Linked DNA regions of Mus musculus: all the other regions are linked to region 3. The links are chromatin contacts, called in public HiCAR-type and HiChIP or PLAC-seq maps. All regions are on one chromosome and are shown on one strand. The core of a region is the stretch at or near the end of the contact, and the rest is flanking DNA. Distances in the headings are between cores, read along the strand shown. Region 1 has its middle 45 kb from the start of AY702102. Region 2 has its middle 49 kb from the start of AY702102. Region 3 has its middle 21 kb from the start of Gm34112. Region 4 has its middle 23 kb from the start of Gm52536.

Evidence for each region. HiCAR-type assays count read pairs that join an accessible place to other places. HiChIP or PLAC-seq counts read pairs in DNA pulled down with a chosen protein or histone mark.
Region 1: an H3K27ac HiChIP or PLAC-seq map of embryonic stem cells shows a contact between it and region 3, with 2.9 times the contacts expected there. The contact joins two enhancer-like sites. A contact is called at or near these places in 1 of 484 Hi-C or Micro-C datasets (uterus) and 2 of 115 datasets of contacts at active chromatin or transcription factors (bone marrow-derived macrophages and embryonic stem cells).
Region 2: an H3K27ac HiChIP or PLAC-seq map of large pre-B cells shows a contact between it and region 3, with 9 times the contacts expected there. The contact joins two enhancer-like sites. A contact is called at or near these places in 1 of 115 datasets of contacts at active chromatin or transcription factors (large pre-B cells) and 1 of 9 other capture datasets (embryonic stem cells).
Region 4: a HiCAR-type map of embryonic stem cells shows a contact between it and region 3, with 5 times the contacts expected there. The contact joins two enhancer-like sites. A contact is called at or near these places in 1 of 484 Hi-C or Micro-C datasets (embryonic fibroblasts) and 3 of 115 datasets of contacts at active chromatin or transcription factors (embryonic basal ganglia and embryonic stem cells).

What each region holds. Positions count from the first base shown.
Region 1 is chr2:169,915,514-169,920,723 of GRCm38.p6, forward strand. It overlaps a transcript of Tshz2 not described here. Among named protein-coding and RNA genes, the nearest start is that of AY702102, 45 kb to the right of the region's middle. Within about 2 kb of position 3,913, at least 16 of the 459 cell types and tissues checked have an H3K27ac peak or open chromatin away from gene starts, as enhancers often do. A contact at or near this core is called in embryonic stem cells, where this site is marked.
Region 2 is chr2:170,009,950-170,014,683 of GRCm38.p6, forward strand. It overlaps a transcript of Tshz2 not described here. Among named protein-coding and RNA genes, the nearest start is that of AY702102, 49 kb to the left of the region's middle. Within about 2 kb of position 1,997, at least 16 of the 459 cell types and tissues checked have an H3K27ac peak or open chromatin away from gene starts, as enhancers often do.
Region 3 is chr2:169,513,569-169,518,892 of GRCm38.p6, forward strand. No RefSeq gene overlaps it. Among named protein-coding and RNA genes, the nearest start is that of Gm34112, 21 kb to the left of the region's middle. Within about 2 kb of position 2,088, at least 38 of the 459 cell types and tissues checked have an H3K27ac peak or open chromatin away from gene starts, as enhancers often do. A contact at or near this core is called in embryonic stem cells, where this site is marked.
Region 4 is chr2:169,099,302-169,104,442 of GRCm38.p6, forward strand. No RefSeq gene overlaps it. Among named protein-coding and RNA genes, the nearest start is that of Gm52536, 23 kb to the left of the region's middle. Within about 2 kb of position 2,165, at least 4 of the 459 cell types and tissues checked have an H3K27ac peak or open chromatin away from gene starts, as enhancers often do. A contact at or near this core is called in embryonic stem cells, where this site is marked.

The DNA.
Region 1 (5,210 bases), core at 2,663-5,162, 400 kb after region 3:
GCGGAGGTGTACAGGGGTGAGATCCTGTGGCATCCTCGCATGGCGGGAAGCAGCGGTCTTTGCCATTAATCATGACAAAAGGTTATTGTGCTCAGGTTTCCTGGCTCCTTGTTTACACGTGTTTTGAAATTAACATCGACTTCTTGCCATTTGTGTGTGTTCCTAAGTGAGGCGAGCCGCAGGCTAATGATTAGAATTATTGTTACGAAGGCACTAATTAAAAGAATATTCTGTCGCAGGGCTTCGTGGGAAGAGCATTTCATCACGGCCGACATCCATCGGGGCTGAGGTGTGGAGAGGGATCTGTGAGACAGGACAAGTCACGGAGGCCAGGATTGAGAATGGGTCTCCAAGGTGCCCCCGCCTTGCAGAGCATTCCTCCCGCCCCCACCCGCCCCAACCTGCGCCCAAATAAGAACTGCAGGGGGACCACTCTGTTTCCCTCAGTGGAGTCTGTTCTGTTTTGTTGGCTTTCTATTACTTTGTTTTATTGTATTTTCTTTTTAAGATTTGGGGTGGGGTCTGGAGATACGGCTTAAAGGTTATAGGCACTTGGTGCACTTCCAGAGGACCTGGGTTCAATTCCCAGCAACCACATTAAATTCGAAACTGCCAGTAAATCCAGTTACAGGGTGTAGCAGGGAATTGTTAATCCTCACTGAGCTCTTGGTGGGTTTGAGCTTTTAGCCACCCGCCAGAGCACTCCGGATTTTTGAATGAAAGGCACACACATACACACATATCAAACTTAATTTTTGATATGCCTTATTCGCTCAATGGCTGGGCACTTCCTGTACCTCCCCACAGCTAGCACACACTCCCTTCCTGTAATCCTTAGTTAACACCTTTTAAATCTATATCTTATCTTTGTCACTCCAGACCCAGAGGACCCTGTGGCCCCTGTGGCCACTTACCCTGATGATTACATGGCAGCGGGACCTTAAGTCTGATCTCTCTGCTCCTGTCACAGCGATTCTGTCTGCTCTTTTTCCCCCTCGGTCCCTTGTCCTCAAAATCTAAAAGTCCTGTCTCCGTCTGAGTTTCCCCAGAAGAGAAAATCGTGCTTTGTGTCTGAAAGGTTGTGAAACTGGCAGGGAAAGATGCCTAGGATGCCCTGAAGAGCCGCTGTGTTTGGATGCCAGCATTGTGGGTTTCTTTTGCTTCTGAAGGGATTTCTACATTCCTGTATTGGCTCTGGGATCAAGCTCCACACCAGTTGACTCCATGGTCCTTGTGGTCCCTGTGGCAAGAATTCAAGGGCAGGTACACAGAGGAGCACAGGGGACAGGAAGGGTTTTATTGCAGAGTAAAATGGAGCACTCTGGAGGAGTGAGAGGGACCACCGTGCCAGTCTGCATCTTTCGGCGGGTTTTATACTGTCTCTGAAGTGTTTAGAAGAGACAGCTTTCCCTAGGGATGTTTTCCAGCCTGGGTAATTGACAGGCCGACTGGATGGACTTTTAAGGAAGGGGATGGTGAAATGTGTGTCCAGCTTGATAATGATCGTGTGGCCTTCCAGGCAGCTCAGAACATCCTGTGCCCACCCAGGGCCACAGATACACTCTGAACTCACTCTTCTGGCCATGGTCAACATCCTATGGTTTTAGTTTCCATTTTTACACAGTATTGATGATGGGGGTGGGGGGCTATTCTTAAGGATCTTCAAGCTAATATCTCACTAGCGACCTAACAGTTTGACTGGAGTAAAGTTCATGACAGGTGAGACGACGAGGCCTTCTGCAGACATCAGTGTTTTCCTGCTTAAGCTGACTGGCTCTTGCTGAACCTTTAACGTTTCTAATGGCTCCTTTTTTTTTCACCCCCTCTAAGAATGTCTCAAAATAGGAAAGCTTTCTGTTCTATGAAAATATGTCAGACCTCTTCCCATCATCTGTCAGAGCAGTTTACACTCGTCAGTGTCCCCACTAATTTGTGGGCGTCATAAAAAAAAATCTACACAGCCATTGCCAAGAGGCTGATCTTAGCAAGCGCTGAGTCGCAGACATCGTGTAAAAGCCAGGATGTAGACAGATTTCTGGATGTTCCCCAGTGTCGGGAGTCAGTCGCTGGTCAGTAAGGCTGAGGTTGATATTGATGGTCAGGTTCTTGTTTACGGAAATTCTTTTCCCATCTGTGTTCTGGTCGCAGGGTAGGTGACTGAGTTGTCTGGGTATCTTCTGCACGCTCCTGCGTGTGCATGCGTGTGCATGTCTGTATATATGTGGTGCTTGTATACGGGTCCAAGCTTTTTACATGTGTGTGTATGTATTCAGGTCTCCTACAGCACCTGGGACACTCCTTGATTTAGCTTGGTTGGCTGGCCATGAAGCTCCAAGACTCCTCCTGTATCCACCTCCCTAGTGTTGAGATTGCAGTAACTCTGCAGACAGTGTTTATGTGGGAGCTGGGGGGGGGGGGCTCCTCACGCTTGGGCACCAAACAGCCCACTATCTCCCAGCACCTAGTCTAATGCAGTAGATCCACACAGTGACTCATTCCACATGTGTGTTCAACGGCTACGACGGCCAGAACTTGAGATAGTTCAAGTCTTCCGGAAATCGTAGTAGAGCTGCTTCAAGAAGGTTACGCCCAGTCCAAAGAAGCAGCTTGGAGAAGAACAGGGAGAAATGCCATGCTGGCCCAGGTCAGCTTCTGCGCTCAGGGTATCCAGGCACCTGTCGTTACACAGTGGGCGAGACTGAAAGGAACGGAGCTTAGCTGAGTGGGTGGGTTAGCGGGACTCAGATGGTGTGAGTGGGGGAGAAATAGCCTTCTCTGGAGATGGTTTTCAGCGAGAAAGCTCTCTTTATCTGAGGGTCAGCAGGGGCTATATAAAGCTTAGGGAGTGGGTAGGGGTTTTACAGTGAATAAGCATCATTGGCTGAGGCTGAGGTTCAAGAATGCTTCATTTACATGCGCTTGCTGGGCACGTCCTAACAGAGAGAGAGGAAGTTTAACCTATACTTCGGCCACCAGGCTACAGGACTATCTCAAGGGTGGTGGAGGTGAAGGTCATAAGGCTTCCATGTAGTGGACATACAGGCCCAAAGCAAGGGGAAGACAGCACTGCGCCTGCAGGGCTCGGGACAAAATTTTCAGGGTTTGGAAACGGCCTCATTCTTGCTCCAGACTGGTTTCCCAGTCACATGACTTTCCAGCCCCACAGTGCTGCTTCAGGCAGGTTTAGGGAAGACTTGCCCAAAGAGGAAGATCTGAACTAAAAACAGAACAAAAGAGAAAAACAGCGAATAGTGATGTCAGGGCATGCTCTAGGGCCTTGTTTTTTAAATGATCTTACAGCAACAGGAGAGGCCGTTCATTCAGGCTGGGGTGTACCACAGTGAAACCTAAGGATTTTCTAATTATTTTTAATTATGACTTCCATTTATATCTTCTATAAATTACAAGAGTTCCAATTGGTCTGACGACAAGGGTTATCGATTTTTTAGACTTGAGAATTAACTACCAATATTTAAAAACCCAAGAAATGGAGTTAAATACATAGATTTCCAACTTCTCAAACTCTTGGGGAAGGCCCACCTTGCCACATAGACTCCCTGGAGCTAAGGACCGTGGTCCCTTTGCATAGGGTACACTTTCTCCAGTTAACTGCCATCCCCACCTCTCCCTGCTTCATATAACCTACTATTTACATATTCAAATGTCTGCATCATGAGTCTAAATTAGTGAGTACAGTAGCACAGATAAAGGCTGAAGGGACTCTGGCCAGCTGGAGCAACTTGCCTCTGGCAGTCCTTGCCCTTCTCCCCCATTCCCTCTGCCTCCCTAAAAACCATTAGATTACATTCCTAAAGCCAGCCACCAAGGTCTATTCCCTTATTTGGCCACTTCCTCCTCCTGAGGCTGACTATCAAGGTCCAGCAATCAAAGTATTGAAGTCCAGCAATGAAAAAGCCCCTTTTGACTCACCTAATTAACATGCCAAATCAAAACCTAGCACAGCCTCCTAGGCCATTCTAACAGCCCTTCTCCTTTTCTCTTCTTAGACGTTGCACCTGCAAGGTCATTTGCCGGTCTGTGTCTGCCAGAGCCACAGAGAGTGGCCGCTCTAACTTTTCTTCCCCCCTTTAATAAAGAATCTCTCTGTGAAAACAAGTGTTTGGGTGTGGCCTGTGCCTAATTCAGGTATAAAAGGAAGCTCCCCTCCCACCCCTGAGACACACACACACACCGAACCACTATGCTGGGATCTCCTTCAAAGGCTATTGCCCTTTGACTATCTCTTGGGATGAGTTCATAGCCCATTAAAACATTTGCCTCACACATAAAGCCCTGGGTTTAATTCCCAACACTACAGAGTCTTGTATAGTCCGTGATGACTCTGACTCCTGATTCTCCTCCTTCCATCCCCCGAGTTGTTCTAGGCCTGGACCACCACACCCAGTTCATGTGGTCAGGAGATCAGCCCGGGATTTATGCACGCTGGGCATGCACACCACCAACGGAGCTACAGCCCCGTTCTTCAGCTTTCTTTTTATTTAACAAACAGTCATAGTGTGTCTGGTATATAAAAGTGAATGTGCTAAGAAAAAAAAAACAGAAATTCAGAGTTAAAAGATACAAGCTTGTCTCTAGAAGCTCACAGATTTCTGGGAAGAAAAACTATAATTATAACAGTACCCTTTAAACACATATTCTATGTAGTCAAAACACTCTGAGATCTGTTGCCTCATCTGGTCCCTCCGGAAACATAAGTATATTGGCTAGTTTTATGTCAACTTGACCCAAGCCAGGGTCATCTGGGAAGAGGCTGTCTTAACTGAGAAAATGCTTCACATAATTGGCCAATAGGAAGTCTATAGGTCATTTTCTTGATTGATGATGAATGTTGGAGATCCAAGCTCATGTGATTAGTTCCACCCCTGGACAGGTGGCCCTGGGTACTGTAAGAAAGCAGGGAGAGCAATTCACGGAAAGCCAGTCTCCTCCAGGGCCTCAGTTTCAGTTCCTGACGCCAGGGTCCTGCCTTGAGTTCCTGCCCTGACTCCCTGGGATTCGGGACTTGGAGCTGTAAGCTGAGATAAGTGGCTTTGTATCATGGTGTTTTAGCTCAGCAATAGAAACCCCAACAGAGACACTCTGGGAAAGCAAACCAGAGTACCGCTGGTGTCAGGCTGGGCGTTTGTAGAAAAATGGACCTGGGTAAGTGAATGTGTTTGCTTAGATGACAAAGCAGCTGAGCCAAAGGA
Region 2 (4,734 bases), core at 747-3,246, 500 kb after region 3:
TGTATGGAAATAAAGGGCGAGTCTTTGAAGTGCGTCCTAATGAGATGCCGCTTGATCTTCAGTGTGTCCTGGGAGAGAGAGTTCAGTTTTTCCCCCAGCGTCAGGCACATGTTGGTGCATGTAAGAAAGAAAGGGCTGACTTAAATTATGAATGGCCCTCCTTGTCTTTGTGGTGGCAGGTGAGGAAGGCGGGTGTTCATCCGGGGGCAAGAGGCGGAGCAGGAGCTGCTGGGAGAAAACTGTGGGTCTCCAAGGTGGCTTCTGCTTGAGAGACTTGAAGGAAAAACCAGAGCTAGAGCCAATGAGGGCAGGAAAAGAACAGTGTCACTGAGCATCTAAGTCGAAATGAGCTGGTGGCCCTCTCTGAAGGGAGGGGAGCGGGGGCTTGGAGAATGCTGAGGTCCTTGGCTTTTCAGTTCTGCTTACACACACACACTCAACAGGTACATGTGCAGACACACTTCACACATGCACATACAGAGTCAACAGGTACACATGCACACACACACACATGTGCAAGAACATAGACACATGCAAACACATACACACATACACTCACACTCAAACACACAGAGTCAACAAGTGCACATGCATACATATGTCACACATGCACACACATGTACACACACACAAAACATACACACATGCAAACATTCACACACATACATACATCTACACACACATACATACTCACACACAGTCAAACACAGGCACACACGCACAAAAACACATAGCTACATCTACACACATATACACACACTCACATACTCACACTTAAACACAGGCACACATGCACAAACATACACATATGCACACTCAATGGCACACATATACACACTCACACACACATGCATACACTTGCACACACTCACACATGCACACATGAATGAACACACATACACACATGAACGCCCCACCTCTGGTCCCATGAGATCTGAGAGCAGCACAGTGGCAAATGAGTCCTAGCTGACCACCACGGACATCTGAGGTGTCCCAGAAAACTGACCTGACCTGTTAGAAGGCCCCAGGAAGTAAGAGTGTTTTGATTGACAGAGAAAGAGTTTGGTTGTGGTGGTGGTGGTGGTGGTGGTGGTGGTGGTGGTGGTGGTGGTGGTGGTGGTGATGGTGATGGTGGTAGTGGTGGTGGTGGTGTTTCAATCAATGTTTGGCCAAAGTGGTAGCACAGGTCTACAATCCCAGCACTCAGTAGGCTCAGGCAGGAGAATCACAAGTTCAAGACCATGCTGCATTAGAGAGAGGGCGGGACCTTAGCTCCAAAAAAATAAGTGTATAAAATCAATGCTTGTAGAAAAAGCCACGAAAGAGGTGTTCTGTGTCAAGCGACAAGAACATGACAGTGACAGTACTGTGGATGCTGAGCACAAGCTGAGTTAACACTGTAGCATTGCTGCCTGCATGGCCCACGCCGGCTTGCTTTTCTCCCTACCTCTTGTTCTGAGGGCTCTTGAGTGGGGCCTTTGGAGTTCAGGTAACTGTGGCTAGCCTCTGAGAGCAGGCGTGCGTGTGCTCGATTCCTGTGATGTCTGGCAACACAGCCAAAGTGGTGGAGGTCATGTGTTGACATCTCTGTATGGGGCACTAGCCTCAGACATCCTGACATTACCAGTCTAGAAAAATCTCTCACAGACATACCCAAAGGTTTGCCTCCTGGGTGAGTCTAGATTCTGTCAATCTTCCAATCAATATTAACCATGACATCATTCACTGTCAGTGCCCAGAAGCCTAAGCACAGAACAGGAGCAAGCAGGGTGCTGTCCCCAGCCTGCCCCATCCACCTCCGCTGTCACAGAGACTCGCCGAGTCCGTCCTCACCCTGTTGTGCATGTTTCTCCAGGCAAAGCTCTGTGTCACTGCACTTAGCTCAACCAAGTATTATGGGCTGGTGAGATAGCCCAGTGGGTAAAGGAGCTTGCCACTAAGCCTGAGGACCTAAGTTTGATCCCCGGGGACCTACAAGATGAAAGGAGAGAGGTTTGCCTCTGACTTCTATATATACATGCTGTGGCATGCATGAACACACGCACACAAAACAAACCAAGAGTTTCACACAGCGTCCAACCAGCAAAGCTCATTCTAGCGTGGCTAATTCCTTCTGCTGAATAAAGAGGCATCCCTTCCTGTTTTGATGACTAACCCCAGCCATGCGCCAAAAACATCAAAATTAAATAAAATAAACAGATCCCCCAATGGGTCTTTGAGGAAAGGCAAGTTTTTTTAATAATAAAAATCTGTGTGCATTTCACTTCATCGTTACGTGAAGACGTGGGAAGAGCTCAATTTTTACAGTTGCGGGGCTGGGTCTCTGGACAGAGGAAAACCCATCCCTCCCCTTAATTTCTCCCTGACATTATGGCTCTCCAGTTACAAGTTCAAGCTAGCCACACCAGCATCTCACAAGCAGCCTTTTTGTTTCGTTTCTTTAAGAGCAGGACTGGAATTTCTTTGTATTCTACACGACTGGGGGAAACCTACAGGACAGAATCCCACTCGAGATGCCTTCGCAGGATCTTAACCCTGATCCCACCCGAAACGGCCCTGGCCTCAGCTTCACCTATGAGCTCTCTGGCTGGGAGCTTAGATTTCATGCCAATTAACATGTTAATGACATATATCATTTAAAGAACCCATCATAACTTTTACCACATCGTGTTACATCTATTTCCTTGTAATTAAATCAGAATTACAGGGTGTAATTACTTTTCTTTCTCTGAATACCCGTTCCTTTTAGACATTTAAATTCAAGTGCAGGCACTAAAAGACACTTGAAACCAAAAACCTAACAAAAATATTATCAATTAATGAATGCGCTGGGTTTCTCCACTGCTCTGGTTTCTTTTGAACACATTCCTTTCTCTCCGAGTTCTTTATATGACACAGAGTGATTGGCCATATCTAGTCAAACATTCTGTCAACCCTCTTAAGTCCTCAGGGCCCTAGTCTCCATTAGCATGCAATGTTCTCACGTGTAAATATAATTACATGTAATTATTAGCGGAAAAGGATCAGATAGGGTTTATTAAGGAAATATCTTGTAATTATGAAAACCCAAGACTTCTCTTCACATGTCAACTCAGCTGAGGATTGGCGTCTGTGAGATCCACCCACAAAATAATTACACACTTTGATTTCACCTTGGGAAATCAACGGTAAGAAGTCAGGATCATTGCAGAAATGCTTCCTTGTTTAAAAGGCTTGAGAACAAACAAACAAATAAGCAAATAAATAATCCCGCCAGCCAGAGCAACTCCCTAACGCCTGTGAAAGAAGACAATGTTTTGGTTACCAACACTTTCTACACTTTTCCTTTTACTTCTTTTTAAGATTTATTTTTGATGGTGTGTGTGTGTGTGTGTGTGTGTGTGTGTGTACATGGGCATGCATATGCACGCTAAAGGGAATGCCGTGGGGGAAGGGAGAGGGCATTCCAAATTCCCTGGCCATCTGGTGTAGGCATTGGGAATGGAACTTCCTCCAGGACTCTGTAAAAGCAGTGAGCTGCTCTTCACTATTGAGCCATCTCTCTGGACCACCTGTATAACATTTCTAACTTTACATTTTAAAGCTTAAAGTTCTGTTTTTGATTGGTTGGTTGATTGATTGATTGATTGATTGATTGAGGAGTTTTGATTTAGGACCACATAGCTGTCTCTGCAGTCCTAGGTAGCATGAAACATGCTTTGTAGATGAGGCTCATCTCAAACTCAGAGATCCACCTGCTCTGTCTCCTGACTGCTGAAATTAAAGATGGCACCACTATGTCCCTCCGCGGTTAATGTTTTTAATTTGTGGGTAGGTGCGGTGTGCGCTCATGCACACATGCCTGTGTATGTTTGTGTATAAGAGGAGCTGTCCACTCCGTGACACTCTGCCTTGTCCCCTCAGATATGGTCTCTCATTGAATCTCTAGTGTACCATTTGGTAGGTAGGCTAGCTCACCAGTAAGTCCCAGCCATCCTTCTGTCTCTATGAGTGCCTCAGGGCCTAAGGTTTCAAGCACATGCGGCCATGCCTTGCTTTTACAAGGGTTCTGGGATGGGGGAAGGGAATCCAAACTCAGGTTTGGGTCCTCATGCTTGTATGGTAGGCACTGTCCTCACTGAGGCATCTCCCAGCTTGAACCTCATTCGACCGCTGACTAATACCTAAGAGCACACGAGGAAGCTGCAGGCATGTATAGCTTCTGTGGCCATCTTGTCGGGATACAGGAAGCCACGCCACAGGCCGGCATGTTTGAGGGACATTGTATGAGGACACGGGGAGGGAAGCAACTTCTTTGCTATGGGGAAAGTCTGTGTACTTAGGTCAAGTGACTCGCTCCTTTGTAAATCTTCAGTGCGGTCCTAGAATGGTGAGGTGTTATTTAGTCTTTGGCTGTAAGTAACATGGGCAAGGTCCTTGTCACCAAAATGCTAACATCCTGAAGACACAGAGCAAACTGTAAACTAGAAAATGGTGGAATTAATAATACCAGGACAGCTAGGAATGAATCAAAGGGGATGAGACAGTAAGGGGCAGTGAGGTGAGGTGGGTGGTTCTTGATATGATAGTCAGTAAGGAAGGTAACTCTGAGGTACTTGGCCCAACTGAGGAGAAAGGAGAAAGGGAGGTCAGAGAGGCGAGAGTACCCAAGTGTCAGGACACTGAGAGGAACAAGGAGGGCCTTGTGAGAGAACAAAGAGGAGGCAAACACGGTCAGAAGGAAGATAGCTGTAG
Region 3 (5,324 bases), core at 838-3,337:
TTTTATTGTACTGGGTTTTATTATGATCAAGAAGCTGAAAGCTCAGGCTTCACTTGGGGTTACACCCATATAGTTCACCCCTAAACCCCCAAGCCTGTCAACTAGGCATCTTTTCTAAAAGGCTCTACAACCTCTTGGAACAGGCACCAGCTGGAGGCCGAGTCTTTGACCCCGCGAGCCTGAGAGGGCACATACTGGAGATGCTGAATTACCCGCATGGCTTGATCCTGACTTCACAAGGCAGGCTGCTTATGCCTGGTGATTCCCATCCTACGTGTAAGAGGAGGGGCAGGTGAGAAACAAGAGGAATCCAAGCATCTACAGGAGGCCCATGTCTTAGGATCACGCTGTTGCCATGTAAAACGCTCTGACCAAATGAACCTTAGGGAGAAAAGCGGTTATTTTGCTTACACTTCCAGACCACAGTTATCCATGACAGAAGTCAGGGCAGGAACTCAAGGTAGGGACCTGAAGCTAGTAACGTTTTCTTATGCCACCCAGGACTATCTTCCTAAGCAACGGTACCGCCCACAGAGGGCTGAACCCTCCTCCATCAATTGACACCGGCATGGCAGTCTAATCTGGGAAATCTCTTAATGGAGACTGCCCTCTCAGGTGACTCCAGACTGTGCCCACTTGGCAGTGAAAGTTAACGGACCAGTTACTCTATGCAATGCCAGACTCCTTATGAAACATAGCATGTTGAAATCCTTTTTTTAAGAAAACGGTTCTATTGGGGGACTTTCAAAGCTTCTCAGTTCTAGTCCTGGCTGCGAAGTGGGAAATTCAGTGACACCAGGTTCACCAACATTGTCTTTTCTCTTCGATCATCTTATTATGCCGTAAGCTCATTTCAGAGAAGGATAAATCCTGCCGAGATGAGAGAAAAATAATGATACCGAATTAGCTAGATCGATGGCGAGAGTAATCCAGGTGAAATTCTTAAACGCTGGATTGGGAAGGGCAATTCAGCACGGGCTACGATGTCTCCAACTATACAATTTATTCTCCACCATGAAAACGGATGTGCTTCGTGAAATACTTCTGCACGAACCTTTTATCTAGAAACAACAGGAATTTTAAGACAGATTAAGGTTTAGTGTCTCAGAAGATTATATTTCGAGCAGACTGTCCTCAGAGGGGTCCGCTTAACTGTTGACAAGCCGGAGGAGGGGGAGTCGCAAGGATATTTGACATGAAAAATGTGTATTTTCTCTCTGAGTGTTTACTAGCGTTCACAAGTAGCAGGAAATGAGCCGTGAAATGTATTGTCAAACATTCAGTGCTCAAAATATAATACATTACCTGGAGTGGAGCTCTTTGCTTTGCGAGAGAACCTCATTCTGCATTTGTCCACCGGAAGGATGGATGAACTGGCCTTTTATCCCGCCCTTCCCAAGTCATAATGGGCAGAGGCAGCGGAAATTGGCAAATGAATTTCCAAAAGCCATTTACATCTCCCTTCCCCCTGAACTCCCTGGAAGACAGAGGTTTGGAAAACTCAGGCTTGCTTCTCTGCAATTAGAGCTAATCACATGACCCAAATTCGCCCAATGAGATCTGGGTATTAGACCCCCCCCCCCCCCATGCGATTCCAAACAGAAACTACCTGGTCATTGCTCTTTCTCAATCAGGGGCCTGAACTCTCTGGAAAGGACTAAAATTCAGCCTTAGAAGAGCGCATTTGCATGAAGGCTGTTATCCCTTTCTCATCTCATAATAAAATCCCCGTGGAAAACAGGTTAGGAAAGAAGGCGTTGGTTTGGCTTGGCGTTGGAGGGGATAGACTCGTGGGATCAGGGAGGCATGGCAGCAGGAGCTTGCTTACATCCACATCGGGGAGGATCAGGAAGCAGAGAGCAAGTTGGAAACAAGGCCAGGATATAACCCCAAGGCTCGCCCCCAGAGTGCCCCACTTCCTTCCACCTTTAAAGATTCTGTAACCTCCCAAGACAGCTGTCTCCACTGGGTGGAAAATAGTGAAGCACGTGACCGGATAGGAACACTTCACATTCAAATTACAGTCCGCGGTAAACACGGTAAACACCGGCTTCTGCTAGTCCTCAGATACCACCCACCCTCCTTTGTGCCACGTTCAGTCAGTCACCCGAAGCTGCCTACTTCCTGTGGTTAAAAGGTCTGGACCAGTAGTGACCTCCAAGTCTGCTCATCACTTATTGTGCCTATCACCCGTTGCAGAAGTGCAGGGGCCACCTGGTAGTCATGAGGTCTTGTGATTTCAATATGAATGGTTCTTCGTAGGACATTTGCTCCCCAATTGGCAGCAATGTTTGAGGAAGTTGTAGAAAGTTCAGGAGATAGCCTTTTTGGAGGAGGTGGGGACCCGGAAGCAGGCCTTCCAGTTTTATATCCTAGCCCTTTGTGCTGATCCCTCTGTGATTCCTCTGTGTAGGATGCCACAAGACCAGCAACCCTCCTGTTGCTCTCCCTGCCCACTGCTGCATCTCCCCAGCCATGATAGACTGTATCCCTCTGGAACCCTAAGACAAACACAACCTTTCTCCCTTGAGGGCCTTTGTCAGGATATTTCATCACAGCAAAGAGAATGTCAGTAAGATAGTCCTCAAGTGAAACACAGGAAGGTTGACAGAATTTTGGAAGAATTAGTATGACTTAAAACCTCACATCTCAACAATGAAACATTGAGCTTCATAATAAGCCAGAATAGTTCTTGCCCAGCCCGGGTGGATGTGCCTGCTGTGCAGGGGATTTTCTGGCCTTTGTTTTACCTTTGTGGATCTTTTCCTTTGATCTCCCTTGGCTTTCTTTTTAGTCTTTGCTTTTAAGATTTAGCTCTCTCTGGACACCGCCAAATGTGCTCTGTGATCCAGATAATATTTACTAGGAGAACAAAAGGAAGAAACAAGAGACTAAAACTAAAGCACAAGAATTTTTCTGTTTTGAATTTGGCTTTTGTAATCCATTTTGTTTATAGGCCCTAATATACTTTATCTCTGTTCTTTTCTTCCTCACTTTTAATTCATTTAACCATGCATCCATGCATCAATTCCTCTACCACCTATTCATAGATTTATTCACCCATCTAGTCACCCATCCACTTATCTATCCATCTATCCATCTGTCCATTTATTTATCCATCCATCTATATATTCAAACATCATCCATACATCCATTTATCCATTCATCTATCCATCCCACCCATCCATCCATCCATCCATCCATCCATCCATCCATCCATCCATCTATCCAACAATATCTATCCATCAATCCATCAATCCATCCATCCATCCATCCATCCATCCATCTATCCAATAATCCATTCATCCACCCATCTATCCAACAATCCATTCATCCATCTATCCATCCATCCATCCATCCATCCACCCATCCATCCATCTATATATTCAAACATCATCCATACTTCCATTTATCCATCCATCCATCCATCCATCCATCCATCCATCCATCCATCCATCTATCCAAATATCCATCCACTCAGTTAATTAATATTTATGGGGTACCTGCTACCTACTTGGCACCAAGTTAAGTTCTTGGGATTTCTGTTACATGGACAAAGCAGATTCATTCCTTGGCTGAGATTACATCTTAAAGCAGATACTGGAAGGCAGAAAAAGATCAACATCACTCATACTATTTATGACAATTATTTTTTTTAAGAAAGAAAGCCTTGGGGAATAAACAAGGCCAGCACTCCCCTTACAGATATGATGGTCAAGCCTGTGACATTTCTATAAGATTAGAATAAATAAGGACACCAACCCAAATACTGAGGCTAAAGGGAAGAACAGCTGAGACAAAGAGACCATGCAAACAAGTCCCCTGAATGACGGATGTGCTTAGCTAAAAAGAGAAGGCCAGTGTGACCAGAGTGAACAAAGAAGTGACAGGGAGAGGGAGGTGACATTACAGAGGCTCCATCAAGGTCTTTTTTTTTCTTTATTATCCATCCAAGCTATAATATCCACTACTATTCTTATTGGACAAAATACATTTCTAGCAAGGAACATGCCAACAGATAAGCATAGAAGTCATAGTTGAATCCCATTAGCATCTCATCTATTGCTGGGCTACTTTGGTAGCTATAATACTTTGCAGACTCAAACTACTGTTGCACTTTCAGTCTGTAAAACCATTCTAGGCTTGACTGTTCCATCTGATCTTGTCACCCACCCCTGCATCCTGGTGCCCAGTCCTGTGTCTGGCAATGAGTTACTGGATGCCACCACCTTCAAAGGTGGTCCAGCAGAGAATCAATTCACAGGGAAAAAGTAGGACATGTGTCCATGACAACCATCAGCATGACCTGTGTAAGCATTTCCAAGTTCTGAGAAACCCAGGCAGGGAGACAGCTCCGTCAGAAAAGCATAACGCACGTGAGAAGACCTAAGTTTGTCCATAACACCTGTATGTCATAGGTCACTTCCTGTTGGTGTCACAAACTTAATCCATCTAAAAGCAACTTGAGGAGGAAAAGGCTTAGCTCATCTTAGAGGTTACAGTCTATCGCTGAAGGAAACTGAGGCAGGAACTGAAGGCAGGAGCGTGAAGCAGAGTCCATGGAGAAATGTGGCTCGCTGCCTTTCTCTTAACCGTACTTTCAGGTTCATCTCTTAAACAGCTCAGGGTTACCCACTCATGGGTGGTGCCATCAGCCATAGGCTGGCCCTCTGTCATCAATCAATCAGTCAATACAAGTCTCACAGACTTGCATATAGGCCAAAACCCTAGCCATCGCAGGTGCCAGTTGAAACTTGTAACTAAGTTTAGCAAATTTCATGGTTAGATGGAATTAGATTGGTTAGCTGGGAATGGGATTGCTGAGAGAAGATTGGTGTGTGTATATGTGTGTGTCTGCACATGTACGTGCAAGTGCACACATGTGCTCTTGCATGAACACGGGTGTGCACAAGTAGGTAAAGGTCAGAGGTCAACTTCAGGGGTTACTTCAAGAGCCAGCAGTCCTGTTTTCCAGGTTGGCTTTCTCAGTGGCTGGGGTTTCGCTGCTCAGGCTGGTTGCCTAGACAACCACGGGGAAACCACTGTTTCTAGCAACCCAGCATGGGACACCCTAGCCAGGAAGTTAGGAGCACGAACTGTCACGGCTTTTTGGTGAATGGTTGGGGGTTTCTAAGGACAGAATCCAGTTCTTCATGCTTAAGAAGGCAAGCCTTTTACTGGTCACCTTCCTGAGATTTCTAGGTTTTAATAATTATTTGTAAGTTCTGTATTGAGACATATAAGACCTTCCACTGACTGACTGCCTCCTCAGAGTTGGACACACCGATGATCCCTCTCTGTTCCTCATCTTGGATCTGTACCAT
Region 4 (5,141 bases), core at 915-3,414, 410 kb before region 3:
AGCTGAGGACTGATCATTCCAATAATGGAGATCTTAAGGAAATATGGGTCCCCCGCCGCCTTCCAGAGGTCAGAGCAGAGAGGAGACAGGATGAGGTAAATAAAAACCAAAATAGAACTGCAGCCTGCTATTTTAGAAGACACAATCTTAATTTTTGTTTTCCCTTAAAAAGAGAACTTTCTTTGGAATTTCTTTTATAATAAATATCAATAAAATGGTTGGGGAGTTTGGAAAAAAAATCCATGTTCTTTGGATGTGACTTTCAGGTGAAGTTTTATAAAATTTCTCTGTAGTCTACCATGAGCATTTTTACAATATTCAGAAATAAATTATATCACTTCGCATTATAAATCGTTATTAAAATGATCTGTAGTGTAACTAGCCGGGAACTTAAACATAACTGTAAAAATGGAAATAAAAATCTATTAATGCAATAAACCTACTTAATAAAAGTTACTTTCATATTCAAAAACAAAATATTAAGGCGTGCTTCAGATCTGAAAGTCAAAAATGAAGGAATAAATTAGCCGGGGTTAAGAGCCTTGCAGCAGCTGACTAACAAAGCTCCCGGGGATTATAAAATTTCATGCTCTCGTAATAAAAAGGATAAAGGATCGGCTAGAAGACCACTAAAAGTTCAAATAAATGAACATAAGAGAGAGGAGAAAGTCTGACAAGACGGAGACCGCTAATGTGTGAAGGCTGAAGCGACGGAATTAAAGTGCTGGAGACCGGAATTAAATGCAAAATGAATTCGGGGAGGAGATTAATAGAAAATTATAAAGGTAAATGAGTTCGGTTTCAGGGTTTCAGAAAACTTTAGATATCTCATTATTTTTCTTAGCACTTAAAGAGAGGCAGAGAAAGACAAATTAAAACTGGGCATAAGCCATACTGGAGTGAGTGGGAGAACCGATAATTTCCTTACCTGAAACCGCCCCTCCCCGTATTCCCTAGACTTGACCTTCAGTTATTCAGTACCACAAAACAGCCCCCAGTGTAGCAAGTCCTCCCAGAGTCCTTTGCAGCACACTGGGGCTGTGAATCTAAGTTTTTGTTTAATTATGTGGGAATATATTTAAAAGGAGCCGACTCTATGCCTCTCTCCTTCCATTCTTCCGGATCGTATGATACCTGATGGCAGCGGGTACTTCCAGCAACAGTTTTGGACCACTTGATGGTCATGGGAAGGAAAATTATATGGAGAAATGACAGGGTGGAAGGAGGCTGGGACACTGCTGCTGTGACCCCGGGTTTCCTAGTTCCAGACTTAAAAAACTCCACCCGATGTGATTTTGAGTTACATCCTCCAAGTCAAAGGAGATGTTATTGGAGAGAATTTCTGCCTTCAGACCTGAGCTTCAGTGGCAGAGGCGGGGTTGTGGTGGGGGTGCTGAGGACGTGACCCTACCGTGAACCGAGGCTGATGCCAGAGGCCAAAAGACTGTAAGCCAGAGTCTACTCCAATTAAAATATGCGGGGGCGGGTGGGGTGGTGGTGGTGTGTGGGAGAGGCAGGGGAGGGATGGGGGAGGCGTAGGTGGGGCTGGAGACTGGTGACGGGGGTGGGGGGGTGGGGTGGGTGGGGTGGGTGGGTGGGGGAGTGGGGGTGGGGGTGGGCCAGGGGTTGGCGGTGTCTGAGGCCATGGTTCATTTGGTGAAATATTTGCCTTGCAAGCACAAGGACTAGACTTCCATCCTCAGAACCCATGTGAAAAACCAGGCATGGTGGTGCATGCTTGCAATCCCAGCACTGGGGAGGCAGAGGCAGAAGGACCCCTGGGCTTCCCTGGCTGCCTGCCTAGCTTACATGGAGAATTATAGGTCCGTGAGAGGCTACTTCTCAAGCCAAAGGGGGAAGGCATCTGAGGGATGACCCCCAAAGTTGGCACACAAACACAGAGAAGAAAAAGCCCATTTTTTTTAAAAATTTGAATATGACTTTGCCTAGAGGGAGCGACGTTTTAATTTCCTTATAGATCAGTACGATCAGGTACTTTGAAAAGTTTTTTTGTTTCTTTTTTTTTTTTTCTTTCTTCTTATAGAAAGACAGAGTAAACGTCAATGCTGCTGACCAAGGTGCGCTTCTCTCACTTGTTTATAGGATCTTGAGGGAGGGCGATGGTGTCCCTGTTGGAGAGGGGAAGCAGACGCTGCATGAACTTTGACCCCATCCTGTTGCCGGCTCAGTATCTCCACTGTGCTCCCGCTCTGTCTGTTGAGGCAGGATCTCATGTAGCCCAGGCTGACCTCCAATGTAGCCAAGGATAATTGTGAACCCCCGGTCCTCTTTTCTCTCTCTCCCAAGTGCTGGGATCACAAGGCAGTACCCTCCCCCAGTTTTATTTGATACTGGATAGAATCCAGGGTTTTACACAGGCAATGCAGGGCCCTACCCTTGAACTCCAGCATGCCCTGCCCCCATTTCCTCTTCCTATCTGTCTACCACAGCAGTAGGAAGGTCCGGGACATTTGTTTGCTCTTCAGGAAACACCTCCCATCTTGGCCGTAGAAGGCATTCTTTGCCCTCAATCCAGATTGAATTTCCTTTATCCCGAAAAACTGGTGACTCACGGAAGTGTTTCCAGAGTGAACATGGTTAGAACTTCTCCAGAACCCTTGGGGGAGAGAATCTTCTAGGCTTTCCCTTCTTGTGTTCTCCAGTAAGTCTCCACAGCATGCATGCCTCTGAGCAGCACTGACTCCTCCCGTGGGTTCCAGGGAGTCTGTGATTGCACGCACCAGGCAGCTTTCTAGTTCCTCCTTCCCACCACTCCGCAATGTTTATTCTCTGAGTCGTTAGTCATGTGCTGGGCCATGGAAATACAGCAGTGACTGAAACCTGCAGAAACTGGTTTATTCATGGCTCTGCCAGTTTGCTGATTCTTAACACGCCCTTATGGGGCAGTTGGTTACTACGACTGAATGGTATATTAGAACGATATTGGGGTTATTTAACTGGCCTCAGATTTTATGTAATTTCCACTTCTGATCTCGTAGATATAAACATGCCGGTGAAACTAACAACAGCCAGAAGAACAACTCCAGACGCAACAAAATGACAGGAGCTATGGAGGCTGAAGTAGAGGGCCCTCAAGGGATGGGGAAGATGGTTCTCAACTGGAAACTAGACTTTCTCAATAAATATGAATGGTGGCTTGGCTATGTCTCAGTTCCTATTTGTGAATGTGGAAGAAAAACTATTTGGTAAATGCAATAAGGGAAGAAATGGTATTTTAAAACAGAAGCCAGGTGGTTGTGGCCCACACCTTTAATTCCAGCACTCAGGAGGCAGAGGCTGGTGGATCTGTGTGAGTTCAAGGACAGCCTGGTCTACAGATCAAGTTCCAATATAGCCTGGGCTACACAGAGAAACCCTGTCTTGAAAAACCAAAGACAAAACAACAACCACTACCACCACCAACCAACCAACCAACCAAAACCAACCAACCAACCAAAACCAACCAACCAACCAAAACCAACCAACCAACCAAAACCAACCAACCAACCAAAACCAACCAACCAACCAACCAAAACCAACCAACCAACCAACCAACCAACCAACCAACCAACCAACCAACCAAAGCCACCCAACCAACACCTAATAGATAGAAGTTAGCAGGCTGTGTGGAAAGTGGAAGTTCATGAAAGACATGTCCTTTCCTCACAGGAGACTGCAGCTCCTTCAGGCTTCCGACATGGACTGAAGACAGGGGCCTTTGCTGGCATCCTCCAGGCCTTCAGAACAAGGTTGAGACTGCCCAGGCACCCAGCCTTGTGAACCGAATAACGAGCAGGTTTCAGCCTCTTCAAAGTGAAGACAGCCAGTGTTAGCCCGTCTAACAATCCCTCTTTCCTATGCTGGCTCCAACCATGGCTGGCTCCTTCGCAGGGCCTGAGGGCCATCTGGGGGGTCACTCTGGGGAATGGCAGTGCACACTTGGCCCTGAGGATGCCACGCCTGTCTTCACAGCAGAAACTCTACATACAGTTCTGTCTCTTCCTCTTTTTTTTTTTTTTTCTTGAGACAGGGTTTCTCTGTGTAGCCCTGGCTGTCCTGGAACTCACTCTGTAGACCAGGCTGGCCTCAGAGATCTGCCTGCCTCTGCCTCCAAGTGTTGGGATTAAAGGCGTGCACCACCACTGCCCGACTTTCTCTTCCTTTTTTTGATCTTTATTTTTCTTTTCTGTTTTTGCTGTATTGGAGATCTGACCCAGTTCATGCTAGGCAAAGCTCTATCCCTGAGCCAAGTCCTAGTTTCTCATCATGCAACCGTGTCCAGCCATACACTTGGCGTGTAGTTTAGTTCCTTTACTAACCGTTAGCTGTGTGGAACTGATCATCACTCCATGGGCCTCTCCGAACCTCTCATGATTTATTGGTAAAAATTTCACCCTTAATTAGTAAAAAAAAAAAAAAGTTTTCCTGTGAGTTTATAAATTATTCACCTTACAAAGCCCTCTGAGCTCTTCACGCACATTGTAAATAATTTACATTCTGACTCAGTGCAATTTCAAATTTGTTTATTAATGCTATCCTGGAGATAGAAAACAAACTAAGTAAATCCACACTAACGTACTTTGCAAATCGTCTGGAGTAAGAGAAAAGATTCTTTTCTTCTCCCGTGAAGATGGTCCAGTCCATTCTCACAAGAAGCCAGGACTTGCGCAGGCCTGAGTTGCCTCCCGTCACGGTTAGCAGCTTCCTCCTCCACACCAGGTGAGGAGTCCATACCTGAATCTATAGAGCTTGGTGTACCTCTCTATACCTGTGGTGGTTTGAATGAGATGCCCTCCCTCAGAATTTGGGCATCTGAATACTCCGTACCCACCCGATGGTGTTCTTTGGGTAGGTTCAGGAGGCGAGGCCTTGATGGAGAGAGTACTTCACTGGGGTTGATTGAGCTCTGAGGTTTCAAAAGCTGCCCACCATTTCCAGGGCTTTTTTCCCCTTCCTGTTTGCGGTTTAGCTGTGAGTTCACCACTGCTCAACTACCACTTCAGCCACCTGTCACCTGCTATCTGCCACCTCTACTCTGCCACACTGCCCTCTGGAATCACAAGCCAAATAAACTCCTTCTGTAAGTTGCCTGGGTTATGGTGCCTCTGAGTGTGGAGGCGGCAGGGAGCAGGGGGCAGGGA